Linked DNA regions of Xenopus laevis: region 1 is linked to region 2. The links are chromatin contacts, called in public Hi-C maps. All regions are on one chromosome and are shown on one strand. The core of a region is the stretch at or near the end of the contact, and the rest is flanking DNA. Distances in the headings are between cores, read along the strand shown.

Region 1 (4,717 bases), core at 1,212-3,711, 260 kb after region 2:
GTAACCGTAGCAGTAATATTTGGGCACATTAATGAAATGATCTGCCACTTGGTCTATACTGCTGCCTGTGTGCTGAAGGTGTTAGGCAATAGACACGTACTGGCATGTAGTTTACTGTACTGGCACGTCAGTACATCTATTGACACCTTCAGCCCTAAAGAAGTATGTGAAGCGGTGCATCACTACTTGCCAGTACGTGTCTATTACTAACACCTTCAGCACACAGGCAGCAGTATAGACCAAGTGGCAGATCATTTCATTAATGTGCCCAAATATTACTGCTACGGCTACTCGGTTCCTGATTGCACTGTGCTGGTGGGCCGCATTTAATTTCATGATGGAGGCTGAGGGCCGGTCTAAATTTGAAGACGGGCCGCATTTGGCCCCCGTGCCGCACTTTGGACATGCCTGAACTACAAGGTTCTGTTTTATTATTATGGAGAAAAAGGAAATCATTTTTAAAAATTTGGATTATTTTATTATAATGGCACCTACGTGAGACAACCTTTCCATAATTCTTAGCCTTCTGGATAACAGGTTTCCAGATAATGGATCCAATAACTATATTAGGTATAGTGTAATAAAAGGTGCAAAGTGTACTACGGCTTGTATCTGTATAGTTCTAGTAACCCACAGCCCATCAATCTGCCCTTCTTGTCAGATATGTTAAAATAAATCAGCCCATTGGGTACTATGGATTACTAGACCTGTAGAAAACCTTGCATAATTTATTACATTGCCTCAATAGAAACTAATGTACCCCCTATTGTTAAATACACAGTACAGTTCCATAAGTATTTAAAGGCTTGTGTTTTTCCACAAGTAATGAAGCTAGATGTGGCTTCAAATATTTCTTAGATACCAAGAGTGATAAAAAAGTAACCACTGAACACGCATTCATTAAACCCGCAGACATCACTAAGCATTATTTATATTAATATATATTACAAATTATTTGTTTATTACAGAGACATAAAGGGCTTTTAAAACATACAAATTACTTACAAATAAGACATATGTATTTTCTCCCATTATATATAGAACAGTACAGACAAAACCTATCATAAGTTACAGTCAGGAATATTAAAAAGAGAGTATAATATAAATACAGAATCTATACATCATGCAGAATGCGGTCTGATTTTTCCATATAATTCCTAATCTGCAGACATATAATTGGCTGCCTGTGTAACTCCATCTACTATCTATTAATGTCATAAAATGTGTGCTGAGGGCCCCTGCTGCTGAGACAATCTCAATGAAGTGAAGATCCTATCAAAATCCTACTCCTTGGCTCCCGAGAATTCCACTTCTGTATATCATTCTGTTTGTTAAAAAAAAAAAAAATAGGTGCTCCAGCTAGTTATATTTCTAAAATAAAATACATTATGACTTAAAGGAAAATGTTACCCCGAAATGAATATTTAAGCAACAGTTTATATCAAATTAGGTGGCATTATAAGGAATCTTACCAAACTGGTATATATATTTAAGTAAATATTGCCATTTTACATCTCTTGCCTTGAGCCACCATTTTCTGATGGTCTGTGTGCTGCCTCAGAGATCACCTGACCAGAAATACATCAACTCTAACTGTAACAGGAAGAAGTGTGGAGGCAAAAGACAGAACTCTGTTAATTGGCTCATGTGACCTTACATGTATGGTTTGTTGGTTTGTTTGTGTGCACAGTGAATCCTACGATCCCAGGGGGTGGCCCTTATTTTTTAAAATGGCAATTTTCTATTTAGGATTACCCAATGGCACATACTACTAAAAAAGTATATTATTATGAAAATGGTTTATTTACATGAAGCAGGGTTTTACACATGAGCTGTATGTGTTTCTAGAGACCTAAATTGATCAGGGAGTTTAGTTTTCCTTTAATAAATAACTACACTGTAATTTTTTCGGGAATGGGACCCCCATTTGAATAAGTTGAGCGTTTCCATTCATGCACCTACTGTACTTATTCTTCAATATAAGATAATACAAACTGCAATACAAAACACTTTTTAGTTGGAGTTGTCCTTTAAATACTCAGAGCATGTTTGTCTCATAAGCGAAATATGGAAACTAATTGGATATTAATTAGTCTACATGAATATCAGCGCCACATTGTTATTTCTGATAAAATCAGCCGTTGGCTACAAAGGTTTTTGCAATCAGACAGATAAATCATCAGGGATGGTGGCAATATTTTCATTAGACTGTACAAAGAATACTCCCCAAAGAAGTATAGCACCATTGTACAGCAGTGTTTTTACATCTTTGTTAGTCGGAAAGATATCACAGCCACCAGTGTTCCCATTCACAGGCTTACAGTAATAATGGCTGATAGCAGCAGTCCTAAATTTGGCCTATATTGCTTGACAGGCCCCCAGCCCTAGGGGCTGTATGTCACACAGCATCCCAATAGCCGGACAAATGAGGTTTGAATTTCGGAGCCAGCCATCTGTCTGGCAGGGATATGTATCCGGTGGTCGGTGTGTACATGTGAACAGCGCAGAACATGTGTTTCACTTGAGCTGCCTGTATTCCAGCTGCATCCTGTACAAAAACTCACACTCACTGACTGCCACCCTAGGCAACAGCAAAGAACAGTTCCACATGCCATTACAGAATGGTGGACTATATTTATTATAAAGCTACCAAATATTAATCCAAATCCTTACTTATTTCATTACTTCTGTAAAATATTTAACTGTACAGTTCAATCAAAATAGAAAGTAAAAAAAAATGCAGAGGATCATTGGCATTTCCGATGGGAGTAATTCTAATCAACCCATAAAAGGCTTTAAGTGCAACCCAAGACTGGTATTATTTTTCTGGCAATAACAGCTTTAAATATTTAAATCTCTGTGTGTAGAGTAAGGCAACGTGTGGTCTATGGTATTTGCATGACTTGCCACCTTCCTTTGTGGGTTGGAGTGGGGCCCTACAGCAAAACCTTTTGTGGTCACCAAAGCTATAGGATGCCTTTTATTTTACTGGTATTTATAAAAAGCTGACACACATCCACAGCATCATTCACTGCCTCTGTGAAGCTTACAGTCTAAGGTCCCTATCACATTCACACTCAGTGGGACCAGTTTATTAGGAGTCAAGTAACCTTCTTATATGTTTTTGGAGAGAGGAACATACAAAATTCAACACTCAGGCTGGAACCAAACTCAGGATCCCTGCAAATTGAATGGGAATCAGCACAACAAGGCTATTATAATTAGGATAAACCCTGTATGTTTATTAGATGCAAGTGACATTTCAGTAACATTTCAGGGCAAACTTCGTCTGACATCCGTTCCCATCTAATAAACATGAAGGGTTTATACCACTTGTGATATCCTTGAAATGCTGGTTTCTGTTCCATTTTCTATGGATTGGAGGGTGCCAATTCCTCACAAGACACAAGGTGGAACACAAGTTTTAAAGGCCAGAGTGTGCTGGTGATTTTTGTGTCCCCAGTGAAGCGAGCCAGCAGTCCTACCCACTGAGCCACCATGCTGCCCTTTGACCTTTTTTTTCTGTACCCAATATATCTTATAGGATATATATGTATTATGAATTAGACCTCACTCTATTAAAAATCACCAGAAATCCTGTCTCTCTACATGTAGAATGTGTGCAAAAGGCAGTTATTTTTGTTAGATTGTGTTTGTACTGAAATCAGTTATTTGAGTGAACTCAAATACATCTGCTAGGAAAGAAAGCCCCCCCCCTATAAGATATATTGGATCTAACTGTCAATGAATATCTGACACCCAACTGCTGCATGAAGAGAGAATGAAGAGAAGTAAATGCTGAGAGAGGGATAGTGAAGATAAACTTGATTATTTCCGAAACAGTACAGCATTTTTAATTGATTGTATTCAGAAAGTTTCTTATTTCAGTATGATGAAGCTTACCGTATATACTCGAGTATAAGCCGTCCCGAGTATAAGCCGAGGTACCTAATTTTACCTCCAAAAACTGGGAAAGCTTATTGACTCGAGTATAAGCCTAGGGTGAGAAATGCAGCAGCTTCTGGTAAGTTTCAATCAAAAAATTGAGGGTTTCTGCTCCCATTGGAGGTGCTGGCGTCTCGTTTTTGGATGCCGGCGACCATTCTTGGATGCCGGCAAATATTCTTGGAGACTATTTTTAGACGCCGGCGACCGTTTTTGCGCTTGACCCGAGTATAAGCCGAGGTAGAGTTTTTCAGCATATTTTGGGGGCTGAAGAACTCGGCTTATACTCGAGTATATACGGTATATTAAATTTTCATTTTCAAGCCCACCACACCTGGGTGGATTCTAATAGTCTTTGCAAAATGTTCCATGGCCAGGATACAGAGACCCATTCTCTATGATCAGGACACCTCTGCATTTTCCTCCTTTCCAGAGAGAATTGCTTATGAGCAAAACAGCTGTTTTGCTCCCAAACTGGCACAATACTTCTCAAAGCGTCGTTTTACCTCAACAGAAATAAAGTATTCTCCCACAATGGGTCCTACTGTAAGTTTTGCAGATTACAGCAGACCCCTCTCTCATTGTGACTCAGGGACAAAGCTAGCCACAGCATATGCTAGCACAGTGGGGGAATGCTAAGAACTATTGGAACATGAATCTGTGTATGTTTAGTAGGAATTGCCTTATATAGGGTCCAGTTATGTATTATAATATGAGGGAGAAATGGGTGGGGAGATGTGGCAGCTATCATACATCATACAGCAATTGCTGT
Region 2 (4,782 bases), core at 459-2,958:
AGTATTTATAGATTTTATACCTCTGATTCTCATTGTATCTATTGTTAGCAATACACACGAAGAACTGGCGACTTGGGATAGGACACGGAATAGGTAAAGCATGTTTTTATGGCACCACCACTTGATCGATCATGAAACAGAAGCAGGTGGAGAGGAACACGCTATGGAAACAGACAGGGTGATGAACTCTCGCAGTAATATTTGCCATCAGTAGATGGCTCAGACGTGCTAACTAGAGAGAGCATCTGTAGCTGTGTAATTGTGCAAGGGTACACAGCAGTGTGTCTTTTCTTTTTCTTTTTTTTTTTAGAGCGGAAAAAACAAGAGAAAGAGAATTACAAAGAGGAAAAAGAGGCAGGTCACCACCCCCGGCTGTTTAGCAGCTGGACAAGTAGAATGAGATGGGATGGGAAACCACAATTCTCCTCCCCAATCATCAGAAAAATCAATATATAAAAAGCTGCAGGATCTTCCTTTTAGCCTTCTGTTTACGATCAGCATCTTGTGTACATAGGGTGGGGGGGGGGGAAATACAGGCCAAACAAACCATAAAGAGAGATCTATCCTAGAGGAAGGGAGATGTGATATACTAATAGCCAGGGTTAGACAGGTCAGAGGAAAATGGCACACCATATGGGAAAGAATGAAACTCTGCACTGAAACAGAAGCAGCTTGCTACAAACAAATATCAGCAGCAAGCAGGAAAATCTGAATTTACACCAGGCTGGTCACACCATGGCATACACCATCAGCTTTTTACTGTAGCTGCAGGAGTCTCTTTTGACTACCCTGAATTGTACCATTATATTTATTAGAAACTGGTCATTTTAAAATACATATTTTGTATTCAGAATATTATCATGCACAAGAGCCATACATAACCTAAAAAATATACCCTTATAAAGGGCGCTTGGTGATATCATTAACATAATCTGTGCTTAGTGATATCACATGTCACATGAGGCCTTAGAAAAAGAATATAAATTATGAGAATTCAAGAAGAGAACTCTGAGTTCCCTGACCAGTTTAAAATGACTTGGCCTGCAACCTTGTGCCTTTATAAAATCATGCAGCTCCGTCGTGAGTTCTAATATACAGTATTATACAAGAGATGTTGCAGTCAAAATGAATTGATTGGCATATCCAAGCAAACATGATATTTCCTGGCACTGAAGCCACTGTTTCTGTGTATGTTGCCCACACTCACTCAGACAAATATGGTTCTCAAGGCAGAATAACATATGCCGATATACGAAATACATATACTGTATATATATAACAATTAGCAAGTCTAAACGGCAATATAAAATAGGAGAGCACTAACCTTTAAGACCAATGCATTGGCTAAGAGAAACCTTATTCCAAGTGAAGCAAACAAGCAGGGAGCCTATGAGACGTATGATTGAGGGTAACTAGTTGGGACAACCCTTTGAGGTTTATACTGACATGAGTATAATGGCTTATGCAATTGTAAAGTATGAATGACTGGTGAAATGTAGGGCCAGAAAATATTCATTCATCAATGCTCTTTTTCTGTAAAAATATGTACTTTACCATGGTAGAAGCTCAGCTGCATTACAGAATTTGCAAATTGCTTATATCTTGATAGAGTTAATGAGAAATGAACATTTACACTGAATAGGATCGAGGGAATCAACTAGAGAAGACAAGAAGGGAACCACCTTCCTTCCCTCCCCCTTTTCTCCACCTCGGCTAGAAGGGAATTCGTCTTCATCTGAACTGTGTGCATTTTTCCAGCCAGTCTGCCTGTCTGCAAGGAAATGATAGGGTCTTTTTTTTTCTTTGTAAGGCAGGAAACAGACAAAAGAAAAGGTGGAAAGGCCTGCAATGCCATGTGAGTGTCTCTCCACATCCCCTGGGACAATATCATGTGACCTTAGGGAAGATAATAATACATATAATAAAGGAAAGTCACAGAGAGCATTCTGCAACTCATTGTACTGTGAGATGTAACCCTTTCAGGACAATGTCAGCACAGTGCTGCTGCTGGCAGAGAATCCCAAGTCTGAAGTGGGAGAGCCTCATTTATTTCCTGTTAATAACAGTCCGAAAAATCCTTTATCCTTAGATGTTATTATAAGGCTTCCAGGCATCCTACAATCCTTCTTGTTTAAACTTGGACACTTCTGCAAAATGCTATCCTCTCTCACTCTTTGCAAGTCGATAGCTAGATGTCAGGAGTTTATCGCTCTGAAAACAGACATTTTACATAATATATCGCCATGTTAACATAATTTTCATCAGTCTTATTGTTTGCGGATGAGCAGCAATTATTTGTTGCATTATAGCATTACTGGCACAAGTGGGTGGAGGAACACAAAGCAAACGACTAATAAATCACTGATCTCATTTAGAAAAAGACTGCTTAGAGGAAGGAGCATATTCTGTGTGTTTGCTCAGAGGGGCAAGCCCTGATTATCCTTCTGTAGAACCATGAATATTATACTGACTACTTCAATGTGGTGGAAGAACTAAATCATGAAGAACAATTATATGTATTCTGCTTCTTAATATACATGGGTAAGTATAGGATATGATCAAGCCTACTGTAAAATAGCATAGGGAGAGTTATTTCAGGTTTTAAAGTGCTCCCTTGTGATACCAAGAAGGGTGCAAGGTTCAAAGTGCAAAAAACTAGAGAAAGCCGCTTTGGTTTTCTCACTTTGCTCCCTGCCCCATGTGTGGGAGACCCATCCACAAATCCCAAGCACTGTATTTATGAGGGGCAAATAAGTGTCCCACTCTTCCACCACCAGTTCCCTTCCCTGAGTCCTGTGCTTACTAGCTACCCAATAGTAGGCAGTTATCGTGGGGTCTGCTTTACCATCCCCAGCCACTCTCCTTCCCATAGGAATTGATGTGTGCTGATGATACCTGTGACCAATAAATCTGTAAATCAGGGGTGTCCAACCTTTTGCTTTCCTGGGCCACATTGCAAAAATAAAAATTGTCTGGGGCCACACATGAAATGCACAAACACTTTTGATTTGTAAAAGTAAAGAATACTCAGAAAAGAACTACAATACCAGTTGGATAACCAGATGGAGCTATACATTGGAATATGGGACACCTGGATATTAAATAGACTTATTATTATATTATTATGACATTTCCTTGGGAACTGAGCGTTTCAAGCTGGGCTGCATTCATATCCATCCTGGGCCACATGAGGCCCTCGGGCCACATGTTGGACACCCCTGCTGTAAATCATTTGGAAGCTTTACATTTGGGAGGGTTGCAGTTAAGATTTAAGATGGCCATAAACAGACTTACATTGTTTCATGATTTGGCCAATTCTGGCAGTTTATACTGATACTGATACTTGATTTAAGCTTTAATAGACATGGTGGTTGGAAGTGAGAACTGCTTCAAGTGGTCTATATTGAGTCCTTATAAAAGCAACTTGGTGTTTCTGACTGACTGCACTGATCTGCTGACGTGTGACCCAATTTTTTCTAATGGTATTCCAGTTTGGAAGGCATGAACTATGTATTAAATGACCAGACATAATTAGTAGCAATACAGGTAATATTTTTTTTTCTAAAGGAGTGCTATCATGAAAATAAAGTGTTTGCTTATGCCTGGAAAGCATATACCCAAATACCCAATTTAGTCAACGAGATCAGCATTGGGAAAATGTTGTTATTATGTTTATTACAATATAGTTGCTTCTCATGATCTGAAATCTCTTCATTTTGACATGTCATAAAACACAGGACAAAAGGGAGAGAAAATAAAATCATGAACACATAACTTTGCAAATATACAGACCTGATGAAACTTGATAAATGGCTCATATTGCCCCAAAATTATTTCCCCAACTGGGGATCTGAGACTGATGGGGAAAGCAATACTGTGAATGACTGCATCAGCCCAGAAAGGGTTGTAAACTGGAATGCTACCGGAATGTTGCAGATATATGCATGCAGATATATATATACACTTTAGATATAATTTATTGAGAATATGAAATAATATTGGGAATCTGAAGTAATTACTGGATTGCTCAAAGCTAATCATGAGCAAATCTGCCCTGTTTCTCTAGCAAAGCAGTGGAAATATGAATATTAATTAACAATTTTGCTGGGCTAAAGGGAGCCCTCTTCCAGTGTATTAAAATGCACAGGAATACAGAGGGACTCAGAGCCCACTGGAGAAGTCTCTCTGAAAAAACTCTTGTGTCTAAACAAGGAAGTTACCGCAGAATAACTGAGCAATAATTGATTAAACGGTTCTGAAGTTTTATGTAACTCTCGCACAAAGCTACATAGGACATATTTTATTTGACGGGTTCTTTTATTTTTCAGCAGAAATGAAAACATATTTGATTGCCCCAAGGGAAAAGGTAAGCAGAAGAAGACGCTTAATAAATGGAACAATTTGCAGTTTTTATATTATATTTGCAAGAAAATCTGTAGTATTTATACAGAAGTGCGGATGCAGATAGCAGTCAGTTTTCTATTATTGTATATAAATCTTTACTTTAGGGAATGAAATAAAACCATATACAACAACATTTTTCTGCATTTGGATGTGATGCCAAACGTTTTGTTTTGTAAAGAGAAACAGCTGCGGGACTATCTTTTTAGAAAACTGCTTGGTTGCATTTCTTGGGAAACCGTCTCATAGACTGATCCTCCCCCAATGTACAATTTGTAGGAAAGAGATCGCCAACACCCATTTTTAAAAACATGAGTCCACCACTAAAGGGACAGGTGTGGGGGTGCTACAAATACATAAGTTTGGCCGTTTTTTGCAGAA

The links. A called contact is a pair of places that touch in the nucleus more often than the background predicts.
Region 1: a Hi-C map of the XL177 cell line shows a contact between it and region 2, with 4 times the contacts expected there. The contact joins two enhancer-like sites. A contact is called at or near these places in 2 of 4 Hi-C or Micro-C datasets (the XL177 cell line and the XTC cell line).

The regions. Positions count from the first base shown.
Region 1 is chr1S:49,440,435-49,445,151 of Xenopus_laevis_v10.1, forward strand. All of the region lies in intron 2 of maml3.S (mastermind-like protein 3), which reads left to right. Among protein-coding and RNA genes, the nearest start is that of mgst2.S, 49 kb to the right of the region's middle. Within about 2 kb of position 2,462, at least 1 of the 7 cell types and tissues checked has an H3K27ac peak or open chromatin away from gene starts, as enhancers often do.
Region 2 is chr1S:49,184,108-49,188,889 of Xenopus_laevis_v10.1, forward strand. No RefSeq gene overlaps it. Among protein-coding and RNA genes, the nearest start is that of scoc.S, 55 kb to the left of the region's middle. Within about 2 kb of position 1,709, at least 1 of the 7 cell types and tissues checked has an H3K27ac peak or open chromatin away from gene starts, as enhancers often do.